Linked DNA regions of Oryctolagus cuniculus: region 1 is linked to region 2. Evidence: chromatin contacts called from public Micro-C data. All regions are on one chromosome and are shown on one strand. Each heading gives the region's core, a stretch centred on a gene start, on an enhancer-like site or on the middle of the called end of the contact. The rest is flanking DNA. Distances are from core to core; before and after follow the strand shown.

Evidence for each region. A called contact is a pair of places that touch in the nucleus more often than the background predicts.
Region 1: a contact with region 2 is called in a Micro-C map of ear pinna, with 4 times the contacts expected there. The contact joins two enhancer-like sites. A contact is called at or near these places in 3 of 6 Hi-C or Micro-C datasets (ear pinna, psoas muscle and an unstated tissue).

Annotation. Positions count from the first base shown.
Region 1 is chr12:99,800,832-99,806,249 of mOryCun1.1, forward strand. All of the region lies in intron 13 of WDR93 (WD repeat domain 93), which reads left to right. Among named protein-coding and RNA genes, the nearest start is that of PLIN1, 3.8 kb to the left of the region's middle. Within about 2 kb of position 3,275, at least 2 of the 8 cell types and tissues checked have an H3K27ac peak or open chromatin away from gene starts, as enhancers often do. A contact at or near this core is called in ear pinna, where this site is marked.
Region 2 is chr12:99,735,645-99,741,772 of mOryCun1.1, forward strand. It overlaps PLIN1 (perilipin 1), which reads right to left. Exons shown (of 9, transcript XM_070054543.1): 7 at 4,156-4,347; 8 at 3,498-3,743; 9 at 1,747-2,640. The coding sequence ends at 2,314. Among named protein-coding and RNA genes, the nearest start is that of KIF7, 10 kb to the left of the region's middle. Within about 2 kb of position 2,352, at least 2 of the 8 cell types and tissues checked have an H3K27ac peak or open chromatin away from gene starts, as enhancers often do. A contact at or near this core is called in ear pinna, where this site is marked.

The sequences.
Region 1 (5,418 bases), core at 2,025-4,524, 66 kb after region 2:
GGCATCTTGTTGATGGTTCCCGCCATGATGGGACTACCATTTGGGCTGCAGTGGGGTCACCCAGAGCCGGCTGACCTGGCAGATGTCCTCGTGTCCTGGGACCTCTGAGTCGCAGCCACCTCCCCTTCCTCTGACTCTTGCCACAGAAGGAATGAAGGCAAATGCTTGGAGCTTCGGGTTTGAACTCCAGCTCTTCATTTGCCTCTCAGAGCCCCGTTTTGCTCAGTCATTCAAAAAAATACTGCTGTGTGCCGAGCACTTGTGAGGACGTTTTGGTGGTGAGATGTGGCATGAGATGACAGATGTCAGGTGCAGGTGCGCGGCGCCGGGCTTGGTGCTGTGTCCTCTCGCTGCTATCCCAAATGTCACCACCAGGAGGCGCCAGGGGCACCTCCCTGTCCTTTCCAAGTTTTGGTAGGTCCCTTGTGTGGCTGTCAGCGTCTCCCAGACAGAAGTATCCCTGTTCATCAGGACAGGAATGTGGTCCTGTGAGTGTCAGGAGAGAGGGCCAAGCAGAGAGTGGTAGACATTGTCCTAGAGATGTGCCAAGAACAACCGCCCTTGCTCCTCCTGAGCCCTGGGGCCTGGCTGGCCTTGCGGAGCAGGGCTGGCCGACATCAGGCCCATGGGCCAGGTGAGGCTGGGAGATCGCTGGGTCTGGCCCTGCCAAGGCACTGGCAGGTGGGACTTGAAATTCAGTGCATCTGTAGCAGGCTGTTTTGACACTGACAGTTTTGTATGGCCCGCAAATGATGTCATAAATACCCAAATGGCAGAAGGAAGGCTCCCCAGCCACCTCGGGCAGCCTGTCAAGTGGTCCAGGAAAACCTCTGTGGCGAGACACATGGTGAAAGGGTTAACAGCGATGAAATCAGGGACGTCTGGAGAGCGAGAAGGGGAGGGGGAAGGAGGAGGGGGAGGGGAGAGGGGAGGGGAAAGGGAAAGGGAAGGGGAGAAGGGGAGGGAAAGGGGGAAGGGGAAGGAAGGGGGAGGGGAGAGCAAAGGGGAGAGGGGGAGGGAAAGGGGGAGAGGGGGAGGGAAAGGGGGAGAGGGAAGGGAAGAGGGGGAGGGAAAGGGGGAGAGGGAAGGGAAGAGGGGGAGGGAAAGGGGGAAAGGGAGAGAAAGAATGTTACTTCTTTATGGATTTGAAATTTCTCAAAAAGAAAAGTTGTAGGATATTTGTAATGTAATCCTGATTTTGAGTGAGTGGGGACTGGCAGGGTGTACAACCATGGTGGCGCTGGCTACATCTGGGAGAGGCAAGCGTGTGCGGTTTTCTGCTTTGTGTTTTCCCTGTGTGCGACTTTTCTACCAACAGTGTGCATGGGGAGTGTGCAGTGGTGTGGGGTGAAGCTGCCTCTGGGGGCTCCCACACCCGTCTCAGAGCGCCTGGGCTGAGTTGCTCCTCCACTCCTGGTCCAGCGTCCTGCTGGTGTGCACCCAGAGAGGCGGCGGCGGCAGCTCGAGTACTTGGGTCCCTGCCACTCGTGGGAGATCCAGTGTTCTTGGCTCTTGACTTTGGGCTGGCCCAAACCCAGCTGTTGTGGGCATTTAGGGAGTGAACGAGGGGTGGAAGACAGATCTCTCTCTCTCTCTCTCTCTCTCTCTCTCTCTGTCGCTCTCCTTTTCAAATACATAAAATTAATAAACCTTTTAAAAATGGTGAAATGTAAACCAGGAGCATGGTGTTAGATCGTGGCCGCAGGAGCAGTTCCCCTGGGGAGGGCCTGGCCCAGCTTGCCTGTGCTCTTGACAGAGGGCCCAGACCTTGTTTATTGAACTTGTTTCTGTTGCTGTGGACTCTGGCCACACCCCTGCCCTTTCCTGTCTGCAGAGCCAGAGGCTGCCCTCCTGGGCGTGGGCCGGAGCCAGCGGCTGCAGCCCAGGGCGGCTCCCTCCCACCTCCCCGCCCACGGTGACCGGACACCAGCCACCTGCTGAACCTACTCCCGCAGCTCCCTCAGACCCAGAGCCCCACACCGGAACCCACTGAGGAAAGCGAGTTCACCCTCTCCAAGTTCTGTATGAACTTGCAGAAATTTGAAAAAGCAGGAGAATACAGCCACGAAGTGTTTATCAGCCTTAGCGCTTCCACCAGAAAACTGAGCACTGCGGTTACCGTGAGGGGAATGCATTTAAAAACAATAACGCATTCCATACGTGTTTTTTAAAAAAATGTATTTGCTCCCACTGCATTTGAAAGTCAGATATCTTCCATTTCCTGGGTCACTCCCCCAAATGTCCACAACAGCCAGGGCTGGGTCGGGCTGAAGCCAGGGGCCCGGAACTCCATTCAGGTCTCCCCTGTGGGGCACGGGGCTGGAGGACTTGAGCCGCCATCTCCTGCCTCCCCTGGGTGGTGGCAGGAAGCGAATCAGAAGGGAACCGGGACTGGAACGCAGGTGCTCCGATACAGACCTGAGTGTCTGGAGCGACACCTTACCCACTCCACGAGACGCCCGCCCTCTGTCCACTGTTTGTAGATCCGGTATCACACGGCCCTGCGGGACTTCACTTTTTCCTGGGGGGCTCTGTGGGCGGTGGGAAGAGTCCCTGTGTCCTGACTTCCTCGCTCTGGGCCGCGAGGCCCCTGCCAGCCCCTCACCTCCGTGTGCCTCGCTGTCTCCCAGCTGTCTCCTGGGAAGGGCGGGGTGCCGAGGGCCCCCCAGAGCCCACGGCTGGGAGGAGAGGCGGCAGCCACGTGGGGCAGGGTGGGGGCTGAGATGGGCAGGGGCGAGCTTTGGGGAGGAGACAGTGCGTGGTGGGCGTAGGCCGGGCTCCTGGTTACCTCAGCCTGAACCTGAAGGACCATCTACAGGGCCCTGACGCTAAGACGCGAATCCTGTGCCCCTGGCAGCCGCGGGTGACCGGGGAGCACCGAGCTCCAGTCGGTGCCTGGGCCTTCCCAGAGAGGTCCCCGGGTGTTTCACGGGGGACGTGCCCGCAGCCAGACCCTCACTGACAGCCCACCACCGGAGGCGGGGGTTGGGGGGCAGGTGGGGAGGGTCCCAAGGAGTTTGCTCCCCAGTGTTTTCTTCCCGTTTACTCCTTGTGTCTAAAATCGCGTCCTTGGCCCTAAAACTAGGTGAAACTGTAAGGCAGTGGGTCTGTGTAGCAACAGATGGAAAGTTCCAGAACTGCAGTGGCCAGCCAGTCAGCAGCCAGTGGGCCGCCCCACCCCGCCCAGCTGCCCCGGCCCCCCGCTGTGATCACACCAGGACAGAATTTTCAGGACCCCGTGGGACACACAGCAGCAGACTCTTGGCCCATAGTCCCTGTGGCGTGCAAGGCCCAGCAAGGTCCAGGCCCCACCCCCTCGCCTTCGCGGGTGACCCCATGTGTTTGCATCAAGCCTGGGGGTGAATTACTGCAGATCCTTAGGCACAGAAGTGCGCAGAGCCAGGGTTGAGGTGGCTGCCCCGCGCTCCCCACGTGGCAGCGTTCCCGCCACCTCTGCCCCGGCTGGCAGGGGCAACCTCGCCTCCAGCTGCCTGGCGCACGCCGCCCCTTGAATGCTCTCACCCTGGCAGTCCCCTCCGCCCGCCGGCTCGTGCTCACCGCGGCCCGTGTCAGCAAACAAGGAAGCACCCACCTAGCTCCAGAGCTGTGGGAGCCACCGTGCAGGCCTCGCCCTGCTTCCAGCCCGGCCGCCCCGCCCCTCGCCCCTCCAGCCGCTGTGCTGGGGAGTCTTCCCTGACGTCCCGCAGCCTGCGGGTTCTTGGGGGTGGCTCCAGGCTGCGGCAGGGGCACAGGGGGCCGTGAGCGCGTCCCGCCCTGCGTCTTGCACACAGGACGTGGCCAGGCACTCAGGGAAGGGCTGGAAGCCACTCGCTCGGTGTTGCGTGAGCTTGGAAAGTCGGGCACACTGGAGACCCCTCTCCCCTGTGGACGCCCGTTTCCTCCCCGTCAGGACGTGGCCACTTTTCTCGCTTTGGGTTGAAGTTATTTTGATTGTGTCAACCGGGCAGGAAATCAGCCTAGTCAAGAGGGAAAAAAAAAAAAAAAAAAAAAAAAAACTTCTATTTGAGGCTAATTAGGATCGCAGTCCAAGAAAACAGATTCAAGGGGCCACGAAAACACGCTGTAAGATTGAACTGAATGCGGTGGTATTTAAAGACCCCCCAGCGGGTGGGGGTCCCGTGAGTTATTTGTCGGGAGTTGTGGTGGGCACCGGTGCGGGCTGGGGTCCAGGCTCTTGCCTTGCACGGAGGCGAACCTTCCGAGTGCAGGCACGAATACGGTGCAGAAAGTGATACAGAAAATCTGTTCACATGACGGGAGCGTGAACCCACAGACGCACACGAGCGTGGCTTGCCCACACTCATGAAGGGTGGGCAGTGGGCCCGCAAGGAGGGGGTGGGGGAGGGGAGAGAGGGCTTCCCGCCCCCCCAACCCTTCCACCCCACCCCCCACCCAGCCAGCAGCAGCTCCAGCCATGGTCTGTGGTGGAAGAGCAAGAGAGAACAAGAGCTCCGGCCTGATGCTGGCCCCTCCATGAGGGAGGGGGCGGGGCCTCTCCAGGTGGGAAGCCACCTGGGAATTACCTGGCAGCTCCGCAAGTTCCGCGTAGAGCTCCATATCGTGGCACACACACACACCCCCCCAGGTCCTGGATGAAGCAAATGCATCCAGCAAAGGGGGCATTTTGATTGACAAGTAGGAGGTTAGGAGGGTAGAATTACACATGGGGCCCTCCAGCTCAGCAGACCTAAACCAAGCCCCGCCTGCCCCCGCTCAGCACTAACAGAGCAGAGCTGTCCTGTAAGAAAGGGACGGGGCAGGCCTCAGACTATAGGGAACTATAGGGCAGCAGGTGGCTCCCAAAAGCCAGGGCACTGCAGTTTGGGCCACCCCAGAGGTCTGCATGCCGGCTCCGCTGCCCAAGCGCATCTCCCATCCTGGAGTGTCTGGATTCGGCGCCCACCTCCTCACTCCAGTTTCCTGCTCATGTCGACCCTGGGAGGCAGCGGTGATGATGCGGGGTTCCTGCCACCCGTGTGAGAGAGCTGGATGGAGTGCCCAGATCCTGGGCCATTGCTAGCATTGTAGGAAGGCGCGATCTGATAAGAGTGACTCTGTCTCTCCCCTCCTCCCCACTGCCTCTTAAATTTTTAAGTCCAGCTGCAGATCCGTCTGAAACCCGATTTAAACGGCCTCCAGAGTCCATTCTAAGGACTGGAACCAGCATTTTGGTTTTCTTCCCGACCACTGCTTATTCAGCTGGCGGGATTGTTAGTCTTCCCTGGGCTTTGCTGCTGCGCCTCCGCACCGGCCAGGCTCTGGCGCCCTCTGGTGGTGCGAATGCGCAAACGCTCTGGTCCTGTGGGTCCTGTGTCCACAGCACTTTCGCGTGGCGTTTTTCACCGCACCTCTAGAGAAAGCCCTCCTCCGGCCAGCGTGGTGTTTGAGAAGTCACCC
Region 2 (6,128 bases), core at 1,102-3,601:
CTGGGAGTGGGGTGGCGGGCATCCCCAAGGTGGGGAGGCCCTGTTCGCGCCCGCCAGTCATGTCCCCTGTTCTTGGCATCTTTAGACTCCGAAATCACACATCAAGGTCCATAACTCACTTCACCAAAGGTCCACCAGAGTCAGTTCCAGGGAGCAGGGCTCTCGGGTGTGCGCCAGAGTGGGGGCCGGGGGGTGCTCATGGTCTGTGAGAGACCCTGGAAGGAAGGATGGGCTGGGGCCTCGTAATTACCTGTGCACATTTCTGTAGCTGCAAATGAAAAAAAAAAAAACTAAAAACAGGGTTTGGTTTGGAAGGCTTTGGTTTGATTTATCAATGTTTAAAATGCACATACTTGTTCACCCAGCCTGTCTTAGTTACAAATAACAGCTTATCCCAGAGTTATATTCACATATGTGCATGAGACATTTTTGACAAGGATTTTTTAAAAAAGATTTATTTATTTATTTGAAAGTCAGAGTTACACACAGAGAGAAGCAGAGAGAGAGAGAGAGGTCTTCCATCCATTGGTCCATCCCCAATTGGCTCAATTGGCTGCAACAGCCGGTGCTGCACCGATCAGGATCCAGGAGCCAGGAGCTTCTTCCAGGTCTCCCACACGGGTGCAGGAGCCCAAGGACCTGGGCCATCTTCTACTGCTTTCCTAGGCCACAGCAGAGAGCTAGATCAAAAGTGGAGCAGCCAGGTCTTGAACCGGTATCACTGCAGGCAGTGGCTTTACCCGCTATGCCACAGTGCCAGCCCCAAGGATCTTTACTATAGCACAGTTTGCAAGAGTAGACGCATTGGAAACAACTAAAAGTCTATCATGAGGAAGACTGCTAAAGCAAATGCGGCACATCCATATTGTCCAGTGTGTAATAATAGTGCTAATACGTGGCCACTCAAAAGAGCAAGTAGGGGACAGGTGTTTGGCCTAGAGGTTAAGATACTGGTGGAGGTACCTGGGTCCCTTATCCTGAGGACTTGGGTTCAATACCCAGCTCCGGTTCCTGATTCCAGCTTCCTGCGAGTGAGAGACAGCGTTCATGGATGAAGACACTGGGTTCCTGTCATCCACACGGGTGACCTGGATTGCTTTCCCGGCTCCTGGCTTTGGCTCAGTCTGCTCTCAGTCACTGCAGGCTGAAGTGAACCAACAGGTGGAAGTGCTCTGTCGCTTACTCTCTCTCTAATAAATATTTTTTGAAAAGAAGAGTAAGTTGGGGACCAACACTGTGGTATAGCAGGTAAAACTGCCATCTGCGATGCCAGCATCCCACGTGGGCACCAGTTCGAGTCCTGGCTGCTCCATTGCCAAGTTAGCAGGGAGCTAACTTGGCCTGGGAAAATGGCTCAAATGCTTGGGCCCCTGCTACCCTTGTGGGAGACCTGGAAGAAGCTCCTGGCTCTTGGCTTTCCTGGCCAAGTCTTGGCCATTGTGGGCCATTTGGGGAGTGAAACCAGAGGATGAAAGATATCTTTGTGTCTAAGTAAATAAAATATTTTTTTAAAAAAGCAGAGTAAATTGGATAGTTGGATTTACAGATCTCGAGGGTGCATGGTTCAGTGGCGAAGCAGATTGGTATGACAACTCATAGCCGTAAAAGCAAAGGTGGGAAGTGGACAGCTGAGCGGGTGCACGTGGGTATTCTGGGATGGAAAGACACACCAGAGGCCCTCCCATGGTTGTCCTTATGAAGGCGAACTGGGTGGGGGTAGGGGTTCCGGGAGGAAAACGCACATCCTTTTGCAATGTTTGAATATTTTATTTATATGTATGCATTTCCTAGATTGACCAAGTACTAACATTTCCAAAAATAGGATTTGAAGTGGAGTGTAGAACCTCTATATGTGGCCCAGACAGTACAGACTACACTGGGCGAAAGGACATCCTACCGGCGTTCCAAGGACAGACAGCAGACGGCAGTGAGGATGATGCGAATGCGAGTGCGGCTGTGGGCAGGGGGTGGCGCTAGAGAGGCCAGGCCTGGGACTGGGCCTGCGCAGGGCAGCGCAGTGCTTTAAATAAACGCTCCCTGCAAAGGCGGCCTGCAGAGAGCAGACAGCCTAGATCATCAGAGGGTCGGGGCGCGACGCTAATAATAACAATAATACATTTTTTAAAAAGCCACCGAAGCTGAGATGGCCCGTGGCCCTCGGAGCACTGGCTCGGCTGTGCTGCAACGATGATGCGTGCCTGAGCGGCAGCGCGGGAAAGAACAAGGCCGGGGTCCCCAGGGGCCGCTCTGAAGACGCCCGGCGCTCCCCGGGCAGCGCGGGTTCCGTTCGCTGGCGGGGGACGGCGCGCGGCCTCAGCTCTTCTTGCGCAGCTGGCTGTACTGCGCGCGGCCCAGGATGGGCTCCAGGACGCTGGGCCGGAAGAAGCTGTCGCTGACCCTGCGCGTGGGCTTCTCGCGCGGCGCGGCCAGGAAGCCCGAGCGCGGCGCGGCGAGCGGTTCCGCCTTGTCCTCCAGCCCCGGGCCCCGCGCGCTGCGCAGGCCGCCGCGGGGCGGCGCGGGGCGCGGCGCGGGCTCCGGGCTGGCGGGAGGCGCCGCCGACCCCTTGCGCTCCGGCTCGGCCGGCGGGTTGTCGATGTCGCGGAACTCGCTTTCGGGCTCCATCAGCGACAACCTGGGGAGCTGAGGGCCCGGCGGTCACGTTAGGGGCCCCGGCGTGGCTCTCGTCCCTGGGTCTCCAACCCTCTTCTGCCTACCCCACCCCCCATTCATTGCCACTCCCGGAGCGGCCATCGGGAAGGCACAGGCTGGGGTGTGGGACAGCGGGAGGGGGTGGGAGTGCAGGGAGACCCTTGAGGTGGCGCCTGCACTGAGCTCTCCGCGGGGAAGGCCCTGGTACCCGATTCCCACAGGTCCCTTGGGCCTTCCTAACTCTTCTTGGGCCAGAGCTGCAAGCTGCGTGGTCTACACACTGACTCCGCCCAGGGGCCGGGGTTCTGTCTGGTCATGTTGGGGTGGGGGGCGGCGAGATGCACGGGGTGCAGAGACTGAGTGATGTAGCTCCTTGCTGGCTCTAACAGCGCCTCTGGCCCTGGCCAGCCCCCACCAGCCTGCACAATGTGACTTGCTCTGGGAATGGGCCCCAAGAGATGGCAATGCTGTCCTCGGGGTTTTCCTCTGGGTGACAGTATCGGAATGGACTCCACTGGTAACCCTTGAAACTCGTGCCCCACCTGTCCTGTGTGGTGCAGAACTCCTCCAACCCCTGCTTGGGCAGCAGCCCCCAGACCTGCCAGATCCTTCAGCTGGGGGTTGGGGGAAGCTTCAGAGGGATGGTGGGAGACTCCTGCTGGCACAGTGACCAAGGCCATGGGCCACGCTGCTCCCGGGGTTGGGGGACCCCCATATATGTGAATGTTCCCAGGGCACTGCGGCTTGCAGGGGGTTAGTCCCCTGGGCTGAGGGGATGGAGGGTCTGCAGCCCCTTCAGTGAACTCTATCATGGAGAGAGTGCCCGCTTAGCCCGGGGTGAGACTCACCGGCACGTAGTGCACCACAGTGTCCACCACGTTGTCAGTAACGCCCTTCAGGGCATCCGAGAGGGACATGGCCCTGCCCTTGGTGGAGGAGGCAGCGTGGGCGGGCGTGAGGTGCAGCATCCTCCCTGCCGTGCCCAGCACGGCCCTGGGTGCCCACGTCACGGCCGAAATGGTGCCATACAGGGTTTTCTGCAGGGTGTGCGCCACGCTGCCCAGGAGGCCTTGCGGGCTGGGCAGGGCTGCTACCTGCGGGCCAGAGCGCAGTCAGAGACTCCCCTGCCCACCCCCCCCCCCACCTCTCCTGGCTACCAGGGCTGCCCTAGAGTCAGAGGGGAAAACATGTGGACGTCAAATTGAAGATACTTGGGGCCTGCTCTGGCACAGCTGTGTGTCCTTAGGATTGTCCCTCCCCCTTTTCTGCCCCTCAGTGCTTTGATCTGTAAAAAGGGCCAAGACTCCCCGCCCTGCCTGATTTCCCGGGGGTGCCGTGAGGGACCGCTGAGAGTGACAGGGAGGTCCTGGGCGTTTGGGGCGGGGTGAAGCATGCTGCAGCCATGTCCCACGGCCCGAGGCTGGGGCAGAGACCCCTACTGCCCCCTCTGCCTCTGCCCCTCCCCCCTGTGGGCTGAGGGACCTTGAGCTCCCATGGGCCCCGCACCTCTCTGAGCTTGTACTCCTCCGTCTCCGACTCTGACTCCTCCTCTGTCTCCTCTCCTTCTGTGTCTGTCTGGTCGGCGTGTTCCTCCTCCTGGGCCGCAGCAAGATGGTGCAGCCAGGGCACGCGGACCTCGCTCCGCCTCCGAGACACCACCTGCATGGCCGCCGCCGCGCCCCACTGGGCCAGGCTACTCTGAGGGCGGGACGGCAGCGTGTCACTGGTGAGGCCGGCGAGCCCCAACAGCCAGGGTCCCTGGCCCCAGGGTCAGAGCAAGGTGGGGCCCTAACAGGATGTTCTTTAACTTTTCGTTGAGTGGTCACTTCCACAGGCTACGGTGCATCCTTCCTTTTGGGCACACAGCTGTGTAACTACCGCAGGCCAAGGCGGAGAGCACTGCCAACACCCCAGGGAGCCCCGGTGCCCCCTCTCATCCACACTCCCACAAGAGTGGCCAAGGATTCTGACTGCTTCACCATGCATTGCTTTTGCTTATGCTAGAACTTTGTGCAAATGGATCACACAACGTGCATTCCCCCATGATAGTGTCTGCAGCTCCATGGAATGGCATGACAGGCACCCCTGTTGCTGCATACGTAAGTAGTTCCTTTTTTTTTTCTTTAAGATTTATTTACTTTTTTGAGAGGCAGAGTTACAGAGAGAGGGAGAGACAGAGAGAGAGGTCTTCCATCTGCTGGTTCACTCCCTAGATGGCCACAATGGCGGGAGCTGAGTTGATCCAAAGCCAGGAGCTTCTTCTGGGTCTCCCACTTGGTAAAGGGGGCCAAACACTTGGGCCATCTTCCACTGCTTTCCCAGGCACATTAGCAGGAAGCTGGATCAGAAGTGGAGCAGCCGGGACTCGAACCGGTGCCCATATGGGATGCCGGCACTGGAGGCAACTGCTTAACCTACTATGCCACGGCACTGGCCCCAGTTCCTTCTTTTTCATGTGTGCGTGATAGTCTATGGTGTGCAATCACTGCAGTTCACCCCTTCTTCTACTGGTGGACACTTGCATTGTTTCCAGTTCTCAATGAAGGATAAAGCCAATTGGAATGTTTCTGACATGACGTAAGCATTCATTCTGCAAACCAGGGTCTCCTTACACAGCTTTCAGATCACTGTTCTAGGGGAATGGTGGCACCTGAGACTCTGTCCCCTCCGGGCCAGGGGGAGGTGTGTGTGTGTGTGTGTGTGTGTTTCAGCCCCCTCCAGGCCAGGGGGAGGGGTGTGTGTGTGTGTGTGTGTGTGTGTGTATGAGCCTCCTCTGGGCCAGGGGGAGGTGTGTATGTTGTGTTTGTGTGTGTGAGCCTCCTCTGGGCCAGGGGGAGGAGTGTGTGTGTGTGTCAGTCCCCTCCAGGCCAGGGAGAGGGGTGTGTGTGTGTGTGTGTGTGTCTGTGTGTTTCAGCCCCCTCCAGGCCAGGGGGAGGGGTGTGTGTGTGTGTGTGTGTGTGAGCCTCCTCCAGGCCAGGGGGAGGTATGTGTATGTGTGTGTGTGTGTTTCAGCCCCCTCCGGGCCAGGGGGAGGTGTGTGTGTGTGTGTGTGTGTATGAGCCTCCTCTGGGCCAGGGGGAGGTATGTATGTGTGTGTGTGTGTGTGTGAGCCTCCTCTGGGCCAGGGGGAGGTGTGTGTGTGTATGTGTGTTTCAGCCCCCTCCAGGCCAGGGGGAGGTGTGTGTGTGTGTGTCAGTCCCCTCCAGGCCAGGGAGAGGGGTGTGTGTGTGTGTCAGTCCCCTCCAGGCCAGGGAGAGGGGTGTGTGTGTGTGTGTGTGTGTCTGTGTGTTTCAGCCCCCTCCAGGCCAGGGGGAGGGGTGTGTGTGTGTGTGTGTGTGTGAGCCTCCTCTGGGTCAGGGGGAAGTGTGTGTGTGTGTGTGTGTATGTGTGAGCCCCCTCCAGGCCAGGGGGAGGGTGTGTGTGTGTGTGTGAGCCTCCTCCGGGCCAGGGGGAGGGGTGTGTGTGTGTGTGTGTGTGTG